Linked DNA regions of Mus musculus: region 1 is linked to region 2. Evidence: chromatin contacts called from public HiChIP or PLAC-seq data. All regions are on one chromosome and are shown on one strand. The core of a region is the stretch at or near the end of the contact, and the rest is flanking DNA. Distances in the headings are between cores, read along the strand shown.

The links. HiChIP or PLAC-seq counts read pairs in DNA pulled down with a chosen protein or histone mark.
Region 1: a contact with region 2 is called in an H3K27ac HiChIP or PLAC-seq map of VIP interneurons, with 5 times the contacts expected there. The contact joins two enhancer-like sites. A contact is called at or near these places in 1 of 15 datasets of contacts at CTCF or cohesin (the NIH/3T3 cell line), 10 of 484 Hi-C or Micro-C datasets (B cells, Sertoli cells, bone marrow-derived macrophages and 6 more), 8 of 115 datasets of contacts at active chromatin or transcription factors (VIP interneurons, astrocytes, bone marrow-derived dendritic cells and 4 more) and 3 of 9 other capture datasets (adipose tissue, embryonic stem cells and liver).

The regions. Positions count from the first base shown.
Region 1 is chr17:80,979,583-80,984,751 of GRCm38.p6, forward strand. All of the region lies in intron 1 of Tmem178 (transmembrane protein 178), which reads left to right. Among named protein-coding and RNA genes, the nearest start is that of Tmem178, 38 kb to the left of the region's middle. Within about 2 kb of position 2,944, at least 68 of the 459 cell types and tissues checked have an H3K27ac peak or open chromatin away from gene starts, as enhancers often do. A contact at or near this core is called in VIP interneurons, cerebellum and oligodendrocyte precursor cells, where this site is marked.
Region 2 is chr17:80,658,883-80,664,097 of GRCm38.p6, forward strand. Map4k3 (mitogen-activated protein kinase kinase kinase kinase 3) reads right to left here. Exons shown (of 34, transcript NM_001290345.1): 3 at 5,110-5,200. Among named protein-coding and RNA genes, the nearest start is that of Map4k3, 67 kb to the right of the region's middle. Within about 2 kb of position 2,254, at least 22 of the 459 cell types and tissues checked have an H3K27ac peak or open chromatin away from gene starts, as enhancers often do. A contact at or near this core is called in VIP interneurons, cerebellum and oligodendrocyte precursor cells, where this site is marked.

The sequences.
Region 1 (5,169 bases), core at 1,694-4,193, 320 kb after region 2:
TGTCCATCCTTGGGCTATATGAGATTCTGTATTAAAAAAATAAAAAAAAGCAAAATTGTGGCTGAAGAGATGGATGAGCGGTTAAGAACATTGACTTTTCAGTTCCCAGCACCCACGTGGCAGCTCACAACTGCCTGCAACTCCAGTTCCAGGGGGTCTGATGCCCTCACACAGACACACATGCAGCTCAAACACCAATACACCTCAAATAGAAATAAACAAATTACACACAGAAGATCAAAATGCTATGCTTATATGTCTATACATAACAATAAAGTCAATTCCCCTGTTTACTTTTTAATATGACTCTTAGGAAGTTTGGAATTGTGTAGCACGTGGCATCTCTTCCCTCTGGACAATCCTACTCATATTTACCCCTTCAGCTTGCGTATCCTCCTTTCAGTACGTAGACTGGACGGGTTTGCCCTCGGAAGGTGCTTGCAGCTGGCCAAGGCTCTTCTAGTCAGTAGAAGCTGCCCAGTTTACTGCACTTGGCTTATTCAATTCAAGTCAGCTCTTGATAAAGGGAGCGACAAGGGGACATTTCTTTCATCTGCTTAACACCTGCTTCCCTCTGAGATGAAGTCTCTCTGACAAGAACATAGCCGCTGCCCTGACCTGTAACCCTAGGGCCGATCTCCCCCTTTAAACTGGGGTGTGTGCTGGCAGAGCTTTAAAGAAACAAAGAGTCCTTTACTTTCTGCCCATGGGCCACTTATGGAATTCCAAGTGACCCTTAAGTGTTTTAGGAAGAGTGCATACTGTCGTGACCTGCCATCGAGAGGCTCTCAAGTGTCGGAGGCCTTGCTGTTATTTTACCCTTTCCAGACTTATCTGAGAGATGCCGCGCTCTGACAAAGAAGCCATAGCGTCTGCTTATAAGGGAGTTGAGTCATGAGCGGAGAGGGTGACTCTCTGACCCACCAGAAAAGACCAAAGTCAGAACTCGGCAACCAAGGCATGAGCTCAAGAAGACAGAACTGAGTTTGGGAAGAATTGAAGGCAAGCACCGTAGGAATAGGAGGGTCATGGAAACAGGCACAGCACTGCCATGGAATACTTTTAAGGACAGAAGTGGCCTCTGGGAATTATTCTCAGGGTCAGTAAGGTAGGGCTACAGAGATTCCAGTCAATGGGAAGCCATTCACACGTTCTCACGGTGTGATATGATACACAGAAACCCTAATATCATGCACTGAGGGAGTATGAGATCTCTCTCTCTCTCTCTCTCTCTCTCTCTCTCTCTCTCTCTCTCTCTCTCAGTTGTCAAAATTGGAAAGTTGGCATATTGGCCGAACACTAAAGCTATGTAATAAATAAGTACATAATGCTTATATGTGCCAAGCACTTTATTTTTAAATAAATGCATCTATTATGGCAAGTAAAACTCTCACAGCCACTAATTTAAATCCCACGTAAGCTGGGAATAGTGGCACATAACTGTAATCCTAGCACTTGGAAGGCAGAGGCCAGCCTGGTCTAACAGCAAGCTCCAGGCCAACCAGGCCTATGTAAAGAGATCCTCTCTCAAAATGAGAGTTGTAAAAAATATAGTGGGGGCAGGAGAGATGGCCCCATACTGCTCTTCCAGAGAATCCAGAACCCAGAACCCAGGCCATGGCTCACCACACCAGTAACTGAAGTTCCAGGATATCTGGTTCCCCCTTCTGGCCTTCCTGGGCAGTAGACACATAGTGCACATACATTTGTGTAGGCAACACAATCATACACATAAATAAAAGCACACAAATCTTAAAAAAAGTAAAAAGCAATATAACATGATACTGCAAAATACAGGAAGATGACTTCAAATTACATTTAACTTATTTTTTAAAGGAAGGATTTTATGTGTATGTGTCTTGCCTATATGTTTCTCTGTATTCCATGTGTGTGCCTGGTGCTCTCAGAGACCAAAAGAGGCTACTAGATCGTTTGGAAGTGGTTTTATACATGACTATGTGTCACCACATGGGTGCTTGGAATCAAACCCAGGTTCTCTGTAAAAGCAGCCCGTGTTTTTAGCCACCGAACCTATCTCTGAGCCCATCTCTCCAGACCTCTCAGGGATTACTGAGGCCCCAGACACCGTACGTGATCACAAAGCAGATTAGACCAGCGGTGGCACACATGTGGCCTGCTGTCTGAGAGAAGAGTGATATCGACGTTAGTTGGCAATCTCTGCAGGAGCCCAGTGCTGGGAGTCTTGCACAGAAGACAGGAGTGGACAGGCAAGAGGGACCAGTGGTTGGATCACTGCCCCGGGCAACTGTTGCATGGTTCTGTTTATCCCTTTGTACACATGAGCTAATCTGCGATGGCCATTTAGGGTCCAGCCTCCTGGTATGGGGCAGTGGTTCTGTCTAATGAATGTGAGCATTTGCCAAGAGATGACTCACAGTCCAGCATTGAGGTTTATAAAGGGCTAAGCCCTTCACAATAACCCTACAGAGTCTATGCCATCAGACCTCTGCTTTTATAAGAGAGGGAACTCAGGCGCAGGTTAAAGGATTTGCTAAGTTTACACAGCTGTAATTCAAACCCACGTCCTGTCTCTCTGCCCAGGTTCGAAGCCTGAATGACGTCTCAGTGTTGAATTACTGTGAGTTTTGTAGTATCTCATACTTGCTATGTCTCTCCCTTATTTAACCTCCCCGTGTGTCCCCGCGACTCACTAGCTGTGGGGCTAGTTCACTATTGTCAGCAGTAGAAACAGCAACGATTCACCAGACCAAAGGCTCCATTCCTCATCCAGTAGGATGTATTTATTTATATATCTTATTCTATGGTTTTTTAGCATCCTTAAAGTGGCTTTACTTGGCCCTGTAAGAAGCTAATTATTCACCAAATATAGACCACGGCTTGTTCTTTTCAGCCCCCTGCATGCTTTTTCCCCTCATTGTGCGATGCCATCTGGTGCTATGAGCTCATGCTTTCTGTGCTCCTTTGCAGAGCGCCAGATTCGTCCTTTCTGAGCCCAGAAAGCAAGGTTGATTTCAGAGTTTGCTTGTGTGGCTTTGAGAGCACTGGGGTCTAACGCCTCCTAGTGGATTTTGCCGGTATCACTCCTTACCATCACCACAGGGAATTCATGCTCACCCATGTAGACTGTCCGTCCATGTCTTTCTTTCTGAGTCAATAGCTTTGGTGAGCCACCCAGCACCAGCAGGTCTTTTTCTGTGTCGTTTTTATTGGCTTAATGCTTGGGATGTGGGAAGCCAAACCCTGATAATTACACTTTCCTCTTCAAATCTGTCTCACTTTGTGCTGTGGCGGTAGAACACGTATTAAAGAGAAGGAGATCGGAAGTCTTGTGGCTGGCCTCGGATCCGTCCTTCACACACTCTTTCTCCAAAGTCCGGAGTCTCTCTGATCATTTTTTCCCCAGGAGTGGAGCACTGGGAACATAGGACATTTTCTTGTATACCGAGCTTAGGATATCAGAGCTTCCCCACCAGACCTCTGATCTTTGAGACTTTTGAGTGCTGCTCGTCAGATCTGCTCCCTCTCTTTCCACCTTCTGATGCTCGATCAGCGTCCTTGGCAATTAGACTAAGATCCAAGGGATATGAAGTGTGTCTGGTGATGTCTGCGCTGCTAGCCTCGGGTCTCACTCCAGCAGAGCACCGGCCAGGCGATTGCCCTCTTCCTGTAGCCCTGCCTCCTGGGGGACTGCGTGGTACTATGAAGGCACAGAGGAGAGAATCAGTCCCAGGGATGTTTAGAGTAGTTTAAGGGAGCACACAGTGTCTTAAGTGCAGAAGTCGTTCTAGGCAAACCATCTCTGAGTCTGAGAAAGCTGGTTTTTGTTTTGTTTTCCCAATTCCGTACCTCTTCACCAGCATGAGGCAGCTTCTAAGAGATGCAGGTGGGGAAGCCATGGAGTCAGCCATGTAGCTGGTCTAATCCCCAAATGAAATGTATCGACAGGTGTGGAAAATGGAGACAGACACAGCCCTCTGCCAGGAAGCAGCTTTGTTTCCAAAAGTGCTCACGTTGGTACTGAATTGGAAAAAAAATCGATTTTTCATATCGAATTGACCGTTTTACTTTAGAATAGCAATAACTGTAGAAATCTGTAGAATTAGCACCAGTTTCTAAAAGTTAAAGAATTCAGTTTGTCTAACCACACACACATTAAGACTTGCTTATGTCGTTGTACTGTGGCCTAGGCTAATTCCTCAACCTCTGAACTTCAGACATTTTTTGTTTAGTGGAATAATTATTCCTGGGGTCGTTGGTGAATGTCAATTGGATTACTTTTATATGTGTATGTGTGTGGTGTATTGGTATATCTCTATCTCCCCTTGTGGAGGAACAAGTATATGTGGATGCGGGTAGAAACCAGGGCTTGATGTTGGCCATCCACATAAATTACTCTGCATCTGAGATACTGAGGCAGAGCACCATACTTGAACGTGCCTGTTCCAACAGATCAGCTAGTCAGCTTGCTCTGGGGACCTTCTCTCTCTCTGGGCTTCTCCTGGGACTAGGATGGGCTGCCACGCCCAGCCAGTATTTATGTAGGTGTTGAGGATCTGAACTCCAGCCATCATGCTGATGGGGCAAGCCCTTGGCCTGCTGAGCCGTTTCCCCATCCCTCACGGAGGTTTTGTTAGATAATTTTTATGTGTAATTGGGATGATCAGGTCATCTCTGTCTTCTGGTCCATACATGGTATTCTGCATAAACTGAACTTTGTCTAGTGAACCCATTTGTATTCCCGACATGTGTCTCATCTGGTCATGGTGCATGGCTTTTTACATGTTGCTGAGTTCAGATTGCTAGTATTGGGAACAGTTTTTGCATAGAAAATATCAAAGAAAGTGGCATATTTTCCTGGAGTTGTGTAAGAGGACACAATTTTGATCTGCAGAACCCATGATATTTTTTGTTTGTCTGTTTGTTTTTTTAAAGGACCAGGGCAGGGGCGGGGAGTCGGGGGGAGATTGAGATCCAAGCTGGATGGGATGGTAAAGGTTATGCTCCCAGCACTTGGAAACTGGGAACAGGTTCATCTCTAAAGACTTACTGACTGGTCAGACTACCTAGTCTATTAGTGAGTTCCAGGCCAGTGAGAGGTCCTGTCTCAAAGAGAGAGAGAGAGAGAGAGAGAGAGAGAGAGAGAGAGAGAGAGAGAGAGAGAGAGAGAGGAAGAAAGAAAAAAGAGTG
Region 2 (5,215 bases), core at 1,004-3,503:
GAAGGCAACTGGCTCAATGGTTAAAAGCGCTTGTTCCTAATTGAGAGCATAGGTTCAATTCCCAGCACCCATGTATCAGGTCACAACTGTCTATAATTCCAGCCCCAGGGGATCTATGACCTCTGAGGGCATTGGACACCTATGTGGTACACATACATACATACATACAGGCAAAACACTCAAGCATGTTAAATAATAAAATAAGATTTAAAAATTAAAAAAAGTGAGAGGAGCACTTCCAACTAGAAGTCACTACACTAACATGTTTTAAATTCTCCATGGAACCCAACACCTATCTGCGTCAATGAAACACCATATTCCATTTCCTTTATTAATGCAGGTACGTTGAACAAGTATGTGAAGACCAGAGGACAAACATGGGTGCAAGCCTTGGGGATAAGGTCAACGTCTTTTGAGACAGGGTCTCTCATTGACCTTGAGCTTCCAATTAGACTAGAAAGCCCCAGCGATTCTCCTGCCTCTGAATCCTTATCGCTGAAATTATAAGTTAGCTAACAGGCCTGGTATTTTTTGTCCGTCTCAAGGGCTGGAGTCATTGTGATTGCAAGCCAACTGCGTTATCCTGCCATTCCTGGAGTTCCAGATATATTCTGATTATCAATTCTTTGTTGGATCAATATCTAACAAAGATGTCTCTATCTGCAGGCTGATCTTCACTTATATTATAACTTACAGTCATTTAAATCACTTTAAATTATTCCAAGAACTCAATGTAAACTTTAAAATGTGAAGTCATTACCTTTTCTTTTGTAAGAATAAAAACATCCCAACGAGAAGGGCTGATTTGGCTTTGCTTTCCACAAAGGCCAGGTTGGCTGCCACTTTTAAGTGCTCACTGATGACACAATCAATAATTTATTCATGACGTTTGCTGAGGAAAAAGCTGACATTTGATTTGACTGTAGTTTTTAGAAGTCGTCTTTCTCCCTTTTGTAAGTTAATCATTGATTATCTCTCATCTTCAATGTCCCCTCTATTTGAGAAAGGACATCTACGGACAGTGGATGACAATCACGTCTGCCCAATGTTCAGGGTGAGCTTACGTAAATCTAAAGCTTAGATTCACTGAAGGCGTCGAGCTGCCTTGTAACCACCTACTCACCTGTCATATGCTGCAGCTCCATTGCAGTAATGCTTTTCCTGCCCTATCCAGTATGAAAACAATTCTCCACAGCAGAGAAATGAACTGGAGACCAGTTGTCTGCTGTCTTTCCAATTCACTGCCACTGTCTTCCACTTAAAAGACCACATTCTCTGTTTCATCTTACTTAAATACAGTGTTAATTTACTTTATGCAGTGACTTTCTAGTTTATACAGGCAAAGAAAAAATATGGACCATATATGCTGATACTACTTAAAGATGCTAAAAATGCTTAACATTTATAACACTCCATTTGGTTAAAATCCATTATTATAAAAATAAATAAAGCTTGAATAGTCAGAATGTCTTAGAAAAATGACTCCATCTGCTCGCAAATGTCTCCATTGTGATGATAACTCTCAGTGCAGCAGGTCACCGCTGAACCATCTGTTCAACAGGACTGGGGCTGAGCCAATGGGCCCATTTGACTCAGGTCAACAAATTATATGGGTCTTTGTGGCTAGGCATCTAAATTAAAATAAAAGTAACCACAAGATCAATGTTAAATGATCCAGTATTGATGTCCTGCCTCAATAAATGTTTAGAAGCCTTCTCTTATTTTGTAAAATTTCCTTACTCAAAAATAAATAAATAAATATAAAAAAAATAAAAGTAAATGTGTGCCACTATTTTAATCTCCAGGCTGATGTTTATAAGAATTTATAGGGAAACAATGTTCTAACAACTGTTACATTGATCTCAAAGTCTTATTCCTAAAACATATTTTTTCATCTTCCCACATCCCACAGATTTAACAACAATAAGCTTTGTGTGGTTTATACATTGTTCACAAACACAGGAAAACAAAAGTGTGGTCCTGCTGCTGGAAGAGCACACTCAGCTGCGTCCCCCTGGGAGAGGCCTCGGTCCAGCAATCCCTGCACCACTGCATCCACAAAGTGATTCAACTTCATCCTAAGTCACCAGTGTGCAACTACAAAGGTCAACGAGCACTAGATATTTTCATATGGGCTAATTCACTCAGGCAAATTTGAAATCCTGATTCATTTTTAAATAGATGCTCAAAAGCATAAGGGCAGGTGTCCCACCCAGCGTGCTCTCCCTAGGGACTAGAAAGCGATCCGTTTACTCTAGCATCCCTCAGTACAGCCTCGAGTTCTCCAAAGTCCCAATGCCCTTGCAATCTGAACACACAAGCAGAAAACCGATGAGACCCAAATGAAGTGGAAGGCGTGCCAAGGCATCAGTCTGACGCTCGGGGCCTGATCTCACTGATACCGTGCGGCTGTGTTCACACTGGGGACAGGCGAGGGAAGGATCTACACAAAGAACTCTATTGCCTTCTCCACTCTTCGGTATCTAGTAAGTTTCAAAATCAAAGGTACGCTTCAAAGGTAACTGTAGACTAACAGTGACAACTTTAGTCTTTTTCTGTCTAAAAAAATGTTAGAAGGACCTGGGAGTTAAATTATCCTTGGCTCTAATGGGGTTAAAGGATAAGTCTTTGGTGTTTTTTTTAAAGAGAAACACAAATATTCAGAAAATATGCATTAAACATGCAGCATGCTATTAGTTAATCTAAGTCACCAGAGGAAAGCTTAGCCTGTGTGGACCTTGTTGGACTTCACACCAATGCTTCATCTTGTTGAGAACATCGAGTACTCAGCACTATGGGAACTCAGTCAGGACCTCCTCATGAAGTGAGTGTAGACAGCCTGCTATAAAGTGGGTTCTAGACCTTAAATATTCACTACGCATCTACTAAGAAGACTGGTGGGCTGCTCCTGATCCCTCGGGGCAGGTCGTTAAAGCACACCTCACTTCTGCACCTGTTTGTCAAATACTGTTATAATGCACAGTAATAGCAACACCAAAAGAACCCGTGACAATATTAGGGAGCGGGGGGGTGCATCAAACCCCAAACCCCTTCCCTTGACCTTTATAAAATGAGCTGGCTGCATTTGGAGTTCTGGAGCTGGGTAGTAAGTACTGTGGGCCAAAGAGGCCTCAGTGAGGGAACAGGCAGAGCCAGGCTTACATCCTGCCAGGAACAAGCAACTGAGCCTCAAGAAGAAAGGATTCTATTACGTCCTGATTTCTCATCTCTGAAAGAGTGGGCTGCATGACAAGATCTCTCTGTCCTTTCCAGCTTGAACACAATACAAACCTAATTCTTAGGATTCCATGGCTCCTCTTTGGTCCAAGTCCATACTTAATCAGGAATAAAGACTACAGAAAGGAAGGAAGGGCTGTTGCTTTTTTACTCTTCTGTGTGCTTTCAGGTCGTCCTTTCGTCGTCATTAGCAATGCCAGTGGTGGAACTGTCACCTGTCTAAAGCAGCATCCTCACGTTACATCCCCACAGCACTAAAGGAACACAGTTCTATTTTTTAAAATGACCCTAACTTTATTTAAAATTTGGTCCAGGGTGGGGCAGAATTCACTATAATCTTTACATTTGGATAGGAATAAAACAGAAGCAAACTTGGTGCTAGACCTTTCCAAGCACCTTGTTTGTAAGCTGGACATAACATGTACTAAGGCTCGATGCTCAAGGGGTTGAAATGATCACCGAGGCACTGATATGGTCTGAGGACAGTGCTGGCAGCGGCGTTAACATTCAGTGAATGTCACACTTTCCATGCCACCTGTTCTTATCGGTACCCATTCCACAGGTGTTGTCACCTCCATGTAACTGAGGAGGAAATGGGGACACTAAGTGACTAAAAAATCTGCCATAACTCACATGTTAACTACTGATGGAAGCCAGGATTCTGACCTTTCCACTCAACATACGATAGTTTTACCACATGAAGGGTATCGAATAAGTAGCTTTGGCTTCGTATGTTGTACACTGCTTGACAAACAGGATTTAAGACCCATGTCCCAGGGAAGCACAACTGCTCTCCTTACAAGACCAGCCTGCCCTAGGAAGCAACAGGCAAAAGAGGCGTTTTGGAGTGGCGCTTTTTCCTGTATCTGGAATCAATCACTGAGTACCATAAACTTAACGGATTTTAGGAGACGGCTTCTCAAGCCCACAGTAACTGCCCTGCTGAGCCCACCAGATGGACAGGTGCTGAGACAGACTTCCTGGGCTGCTACTGAGCCACTCCCTGTTAAAAGTACCATCACTCTGACTAAAGTTAAGAATGCATGCAGGACTGAGCACTGACCCACTCCTGTTCCTTTCCCATCGCCATCTAACCTACCCTGCTTCTCACAACTACAGTGAGGAGAAGGGCTGGTCTGGTTTGTTACATAAACTGAGGATTCAGGGACAGAACTCCAGGCTCCTCTCTCTCTTCTGCTCAGCAGTGCTCTGCATGTGGGTCATGTGAGAACAGAGCCTGTAACAGGTGTGGGTCATGTGAGAACAGAGCCTGTAACAGGTACTCTGGCCTCCCCCAGTAACATCGGAAAACACTCTCTGCTCTTCCTGGTAGAGGACTTTAAGAAGCAATGAGGTCATGGTGTCACAGAAGTGAGAGGAGCCAGGCAGGTCTGGGGGATCTTCCACAGCACAGAACCTGGCCTGCTCTTGCCAAGACAGCACAGGAGCTAAGAACATAGCCAGAGGCTCACTTTGGAACCTGGAAAAGCCTGTCATGGAAATAATTATAGTTCCTAGTCTTTTGAACAAAATGAATCAAAAGAAAGAGGCCAGAAGTACAAAACACTAAAAACAAATAAACAAAACATTAAGAAAAAATTCTCGGGGAAGAGATGCTCCTGACTGAATTCTTTTAAGCCTAAGAGAAAGGGGCAGCAGCTGGTGTATGTAGAGGCAGCTTCCTCAATGAAACCACACCCAGAATTCCCAAGTCACATGCTGATGACACTGTTACAGAATTACCATAATAGGTCACGTGTGAAAGATTCTGTCTTCTAAGCAAGAATCAGGAATCACTGCATGGCGCGAGTCAATTTTATTGTTAGGTGCTGGAACCACTACTGTTTTTCAAAAGGGAAATGAACAGTGTACCTGAGATAGCTTCCAAAATAAGCAACAATGTTTGGGTGTTTGCAGTCTTTCATCATAATGATTTCTTGCTGTACAACCGCAAAGTCTTCTCCTAGGACACAAAGCA